Regions from separate parts of the Rattus norvegicus genome. Here region 1 is linked to region 2. Evidence: chromatin contacts called from public Hi-C data. All regions are on one chromosome and are shown on one strand. Each heading gives the region's core, a stretch centred on a gene start, on an enhancer-like site or on the middle of the called end of the contact. The rest is flanking DNA. Distances are from core to core; before and after follow the strand shown. Region 1 holds the start of Olfm1 (olfactomedin 1). Region 2 has its middle 99 kb from the start of Rxra.

What was found. A called contact is a pair of places that touch in the nucleus more often than the background predicts.
Region 1: a Hi-C map of Schwann cells shows a contact between it and region 2, with 14 times the contacts expected there. The contact joins the promoter of Olfm1 here to the enhancer-like site in region 2.

What each region holds. Positions count from the first base shown.
Region 1 is chr3:31,929,886-31,932,678 of GRCr8, forward strand. It overlaps Olfm1 (olfactomedin 1), which reads left to right and starts at 1,451. Exons shown (of 6, transcript NM_053573.1): 1 at 1,451-1,891. The coding sequence starts at 1,742.
Region 2 is chr3:31,485,486-31,488,705 of GRCr8, forward strand. No RefSeq gene overlaps it. Among named protein-coding and RNA genes, the nearest start is that of Rxra, 99 kb to the left of the region's middle. Within about 2 kb of position 1,941, at least 19 of the 93 cell types and tissues checked have an H3K27ac peak or open chromatin away from gene starts, as enhancers often do. A contact at or near this core is called in Schwann cells, where this site is marked.

The sequences.
Region 1 (2,793 bases), core at 201-2,700, 440 kb after region 2:
AAGTGCGTATTACCTTTGTGTCGTCAGAAGCAAGTGAGTAGACACACAGCCACGGCCCTGAGTCTGTATGGGGAAATGCACGGCAGGGGAAGTAGGGCATCTCTGGATGCTGAATCCAGCAAGACCACTGGGTGTGACTGGTCTGCAGTACCAGCTTTCACTGAGAGATGGTGCCCTTCCCTAACAGTTGTAATTTGCTGGCATCTGACCCAAAACCGAAGGCACCAATGAATGCCATGCATTAACCAGAGAAACAACTCCAATTGACTTCTAGAGCCAGCAGGGCTCACACCCAGCACTCAGGCCAGAATCGTCTTGGCTGTTGAAGTTTTCTCTGCAAATGGGTACTGAACACAGAGAGACAAGCCCCAGGAAGATGTCATATCCCTCTTGGCAGCCACCAGGAAGCCTGCCTTTGTTCTGACGTCTCTTCCAAACCCCTTTCAGGGAGTCTATAATTGACCAGGTGGGCAAGAGTGCAGTGGGAGGTAGGAGGGGTGCGAGTAAGCTGACTTTCCCTGCCTGGGGCTGGAACAACTTGGAGGAATGCCCACAGGATCTGGCTTTCCTCACCTTAGAGGGCTGCTTCAAAGTCAAAAGCACTATGAAGTTGTTTTTGCCGGCTGTGCTGCTGGGCTGAGACTTACAAGTCTTGGCACAGACACTGCTGAAGCTTGCCCTGCCCCTGAGCTGTGTCTCTGAAAGGGACCCCTGTCCATCTAAGCCTACAGCATGGACATCAGATACTCTACCCTCCGACGCATGTACCACAGCCCACAAGCAAGGGTGTGGTCCCTCTAGTTCCTCTTGAACCCTACGCTTTCCGCAGTTCCGGATGGTAGGTGGGCACACTCTCTTTCATCCCCCGCTGTGCACAGCGGGCATACCATCCCCCTCCAGTCAAATCCAGTCAATCCCCCTCTGTTCAAATCTGCTCCCAGAAACCCAAGGTGTTCCCCCGGCTAGGAATTCCAACTGCCCCTTCCTTCTGAGGTAGTTGTCCAAGATTCCCAGCAGTGTCTTTCACTTTGTAGCTACCTCTTTACTCCAGCGCTGGCACTAGAGACTCCACCCAAGCTCTATTTTCCCGCTGGGGCTCAGGAGGCACCCCAAACTGACTGGACTCCATCCACCTGCAGCAGGCCGGGCCTCGGCGAGACAGAGCCATGAGGGTGACCAAGAGAGTTGGGGAAGGAGGGCTGTGAATGGGTCCCATGCGAGATTCTTGAGGTTTTATTTATTGTTTTACGGTTTTATCCATCCTCCTGGATGACCCTAACTCTTCGGCCGACGAGTTTGCAGACCTCGCTGCCTGCAGCCAGGGGGCAGCGCGGAGCCAGAGCTCGGAGGAAAAATCCACCCATTTCCTGGGCAGATTGCGTCGGCCGCCGCCCGGCCTTGTCCCCGCCCCCCGGCCGCGGCCCCCGCGCACATCCCGCGCCGTGCTCAGAACCTGGTGGCCCTTCTCGACAGCGGAGCGCGCGGGGACGCTGCAGCGGCGGGCAACGCGGGCAGGCAGCGCGCTCCAGGCAGGGCCGCCTGGTCACCTCCCGGCGCCGGGGCGGCGCGGCGATGGCCAGGGCGCAGAGGGAGGCAGAGACGGGCGGGCGGCGGCGGGCGGAGGGGGCGCGGGGACGCGGCCGGGCGCCCCTGCCCGCCCTGGTGCCCGCCGCCTAAGGCTGCCCGGGGCGCGGGAGCCGGCGCCGGCGCGGCGCGGGCGCAGGAGACCACTCGAGGCGCGATGTCGGTGCCGCTGCTGAAGATCGGGGTCGTGCTAAGCACCATGGCCATGATCACCAACTGGATGTCCCAGACGCTGCCCTCGCTGGTGGGCCTCAATACCACCCGGCTCTCGGCCGCCAGCGGCGGGACGCTGGACCGCAGCACCGGCGTAAGTGCGCCCGCCTTGAGCCCTCGCGGCCCCTCCTCCCTTCTGCCTCCTCTTGGGTCGAAACCCCGGGCTGGCCCAGCGGTGCGGCACTGGATGGGGTCACCCTGGGAGGGAGGGATGCAGGGACCGGGGTCACGAGCCCACCCTCCGCCCTACAGCCTAGCAGCGACTCCAGCTGCGGCCACCACCCGCACTCTGGCGTTTCGGGGCGATGCTTCTTGCGCCCGGTCCCCCTGAGGGGCTTGAGGACACCAGCTCTGCTGGTGGTGGGAGGGGTTCAAAAGTCCAGAGTCCTCTTTCACTAATTTTAGGAAATCTTTCTTTGCAAAGCTTAGAAAACTGAAGCTAGGGACTTGGGGACTTAGCCAAGGTCACTCAGTAAGTAAGGGGTGGAGATGCTGCTTAAAGCCCTTTGTGGGCTAGGTCCAGCCAGGACTCAGCTCGCCCTACTTTGTAAAAGGCGGACTGGACCGGCCCAGATCAGAGCTTGTGATCTCACTCGAGTCCCCTAAATCCCAAGGGACCCTTGTGTTCCCATCCCGGTTCGAAGATCTAAGCATCCACTCCGGAGGAGGTTGAGAGGAGCTGGGCGGGACCCAGCTACCCAGCTGCCCATCTGCCTTCACCCAACCCCTCTCTACCGGCCTCTGAAATGGAAATCACAATCTCCATGTCCTCAGCAGCTTGCGGGTGGGGAGCGGTGGCCGGGGTTTGGGGTGCAGGGTCTGGGTAAGGATGACTTCTGTGATAGATGGAGACCACCGTTTAATGAGGGGACCTGGCCTAACCTTCTCTGTGGAAAGGACAGGTGGCAGGTGACGGATGAGTCTCTGACCCAACTGCCACCATCAATGACTCTTATTGGGTCTGCCTCTCCTGTTGTTTTAAAATGAGTTTCCCTA
Region 2 (3,220 bases), core at 691-3,190:
TGGCCTGACAGTGTCTGAGTTTGCCTGGCGGTCTCGGGTCACCTCAGTGTTCTTTGCTGACAGTGTGATTTATGGTGGGGCCTTGAGCCATGCTAGGTCACTTGATCTCAGCAGAGCTGAGACCGAAGTTTTCTATACAGTGTTCAGGCACAGTTAGCGTAGCCCACGCCCAATAAGAACCCCCTCCTCAGCATGGCGGCTGTATAGGCTGACCTGGCTCGCTCACACACATTCAGGAGACAGTGCGGGGGGGGGGGGCAGCATGTCTCCTCTGGATGGGAACCTGTGCCAGTGTAGGCTTGGTCTCTCCTGGGCTCTGTCCTCTCTGCTAGTGCTTGCATGCATCCTGTCCCTAAGAAAGCCCCAAGCATTATGGGAACTGCCAGGTGCTCCAAGGCCCTCAGCATATCCCTGGGTCTGAGGTGATCTCCGAAGCTTTAGGGCTAGCATTTCAGTGATGGGTTGGGAGGGCAGGAGACAGGGAGGTGTCACGGGTCATTCTTTTCATAGCCTGGGGTTCATCGGCCTTGCATTATAGCTTACTGACCCCTTTCATAGCTTGCTGATCCCTTGCTGGCCTCAACTCTGTCTCTCTACTCTGCCTACTTGGGTTAGCACTCCAGGGCACGATGGACTGGGTAGGGCCAACATCTTTTAAGATAGCATTGGGGATTATTGTTTTGTGGGTCAGTTAGAGGCTGGCCATTGCTCCCACAAAGGCTTCATTGGTATCCAGGAATGGCAGGACATACTGTGTGTCACTGTGGACTGCTCTCCCAGAGTGCCTGTGGCCTAGTAGTTCGAGGCCCATTCCTGAGTCTGGGAGATAGTTCTTCTGTAAGGAAGGCCTAACCCAGCATGCTCCTGTGTGACCCTTCCTTGGCTTGGAGGTTCCGATGATTGTTCCCCAAAACTGAGGAGTCCACCCCATCTCTTCTGCTCTACCTGGTCAGGGGCTGCGCTTGTCAGCTGGTGCTCTCATCCGGGTGAGGTGATCCCAGCTGCCAGCTCAGATGAAGACCAATCTTAATGGAAGCTCTAGGCACCACCTCCATAGCATGGAGACCCTAGCTACACGTGTAGTTGGCATGATGCTAAGTCAGTCTAAACACCGGCCTGGTCTTGACCACAGTGCCTTGGTCTCTGCTCAGCCACAGCCTTCCCCATGTGAGCCAGAGGCAGTGTGAATCCCCTGGCCCCTCAGCCATGTCCCCAGGACCCAGGACATGGGGTGGAGAAGACATGGACTTTAAAGGGTGTCTGATGTGCCTGATTCTTTGAATGTGGCCACTCCCCCGCCCGCCAGGCCTGCAGACGTGGCTGCCCCCACACTGCCACGTCGCCACTTCCACCCTAGCCGGCAGGAAGCTGTTCGCTCTCGCTCCCTTTTTGTAAATTTTTGGAGGGTTGTTGTTGCAGGGAACATCTGGATGGGGCCCAAGGAACATAATAAAAAGGAGAGAGGCCTGGGGGAGGAGCGGGGGCTGGAGGTCGGAAAAACCATCTGACTTCGCTTTGCGGAGACAGCTGCAATTATGCTGCCGAGGCTTTTGCAGCCGCTTCAGACCACGCCGCTGACGTCAGTGGGAAAATATGAAGCTCGCAACGCGCCATGGTTTGGTGACACAGAACATGAAATACCTCCCGAGCTCTCTCCTAGCCCTGCTTGGAGTGGGATGGCTGATGGGTTTCCCCGGAAGTGCAGAGTCCAGGGTCTCTCTCTAGGGCTGTCCTGGGTTCTCTTATCCAGGCTTTCCATGTGACGGAGGCTGGGCAAGAGCTTCACCCCATTCTTACATCGCTAGTTCCATGGACCGAAGCACCCTGGACTTTTCTCCAGCAAGCCCTGTCATCCCTCCTTCGCCCCCACGGCCTGACAAGGGCTATGGCCTTCAGGGTGTTCTTCTTTTGGTGTCCTCCGGTTCCAGCAACTCTTCCGTGCTTCCTGTGGTTTTATAGGGCTGTGTGTCATGCCTCTCATGGTGTCCTCAGATCTTGGCTGCCATGTACCGTGGGGAGGAGGAATGCTGTTCACACGACGCTGTCCTTCTGTCCCTCCTGACCCAGAACAATTCTGAGCTAGGTGCCGTACCCGTTTGGTCTTTGTGTATGAGGAGGTACCACAAGGACACTGGCACATGCAATCAATCATAGGCTCAGCCCTCCAGGAGGGGTCCCCAGCCTCCCCCGTAGGCCTGCTCACTTTCTGCCATTGCAGTCAGGCTCCGCCGAGTGGAAAGGCTGCTTGTGAGGATGTGTGGGACACAGGTCCTGTCATCTTTGTGCATGGTTACAGACATAGGTCTGACAAACAGCTTCATACTGGTTTTAAGAATGTGACATAGCATTGTTGATGAAGATGCCCACTGCACAGGGCAACAGTGTGAGCGTCTGTGGAGGGCTATGCTTGGGGACACAGCCCTGCAGGGTTCAGGCCCTATAGCTCCTATAGCAGGGTTGAACAAACCTGTGGAATTTTAGGTCCTGTGAGCCATTCCACAGCTTGATGGTGCACTTTGTAGGTGGGAAAGCTCAGGTCATACCGTTTGTCACTGGACTTAAGTTGGCTGGGCCCTACTGACTTCTGTCTCTGCCAGGATGAGAGGCCTAGGTCCTATTGGCTACGTAGCTGACCTTAGGGCCCTGCTTGGAGCAGCCCTCACTGTGACAGGAGCCAGGGCCCAAGCAATCTGACAAGAAGCCATCTGGCAGCAGGGACCCTTGAGTCACAGCCCCTGGGAGGCCTGAAGGCATTTTTTCCCCTGTGGAAATAGCTGCTGAGCTTTTGACCCTTCCCACTGCCTTTGGGGGCCCTGAGGTTGACCTATGCTGTTGTTCTCCACTAGTGGGGCTGACCACCTTTGTGGGACTTTCAGTCAGCCTGTGTTGAATCCTGAGCACCACTTAGTGGCAGACATCTGGATTTGGGTCTAGTCGTGCCAGCAAAGGCTTGTCCTTGGAGCCTCTGTTCTGGCCCCTGTCTGACAGAGCCTCCTGGGTAGGCAGCATGGCGGCCATCTTAGACAGGCCTACAAGAGGATTAACCTGATTGAAGTTATCTCCTGTGACCTGCTCAAGGAGAGGGGAGGGCTGGTAGGCCTTAGGGAGTTGTGTTTGTTCTCCTGAGGCTGGGAAGTGATGTCTGCTGAGTGATGCTACTGCTGGAGCAACCGCTCTGAAAAAGTTCCCAAGGAAGTCTTGCCCATTGTTGTGGGAGGCA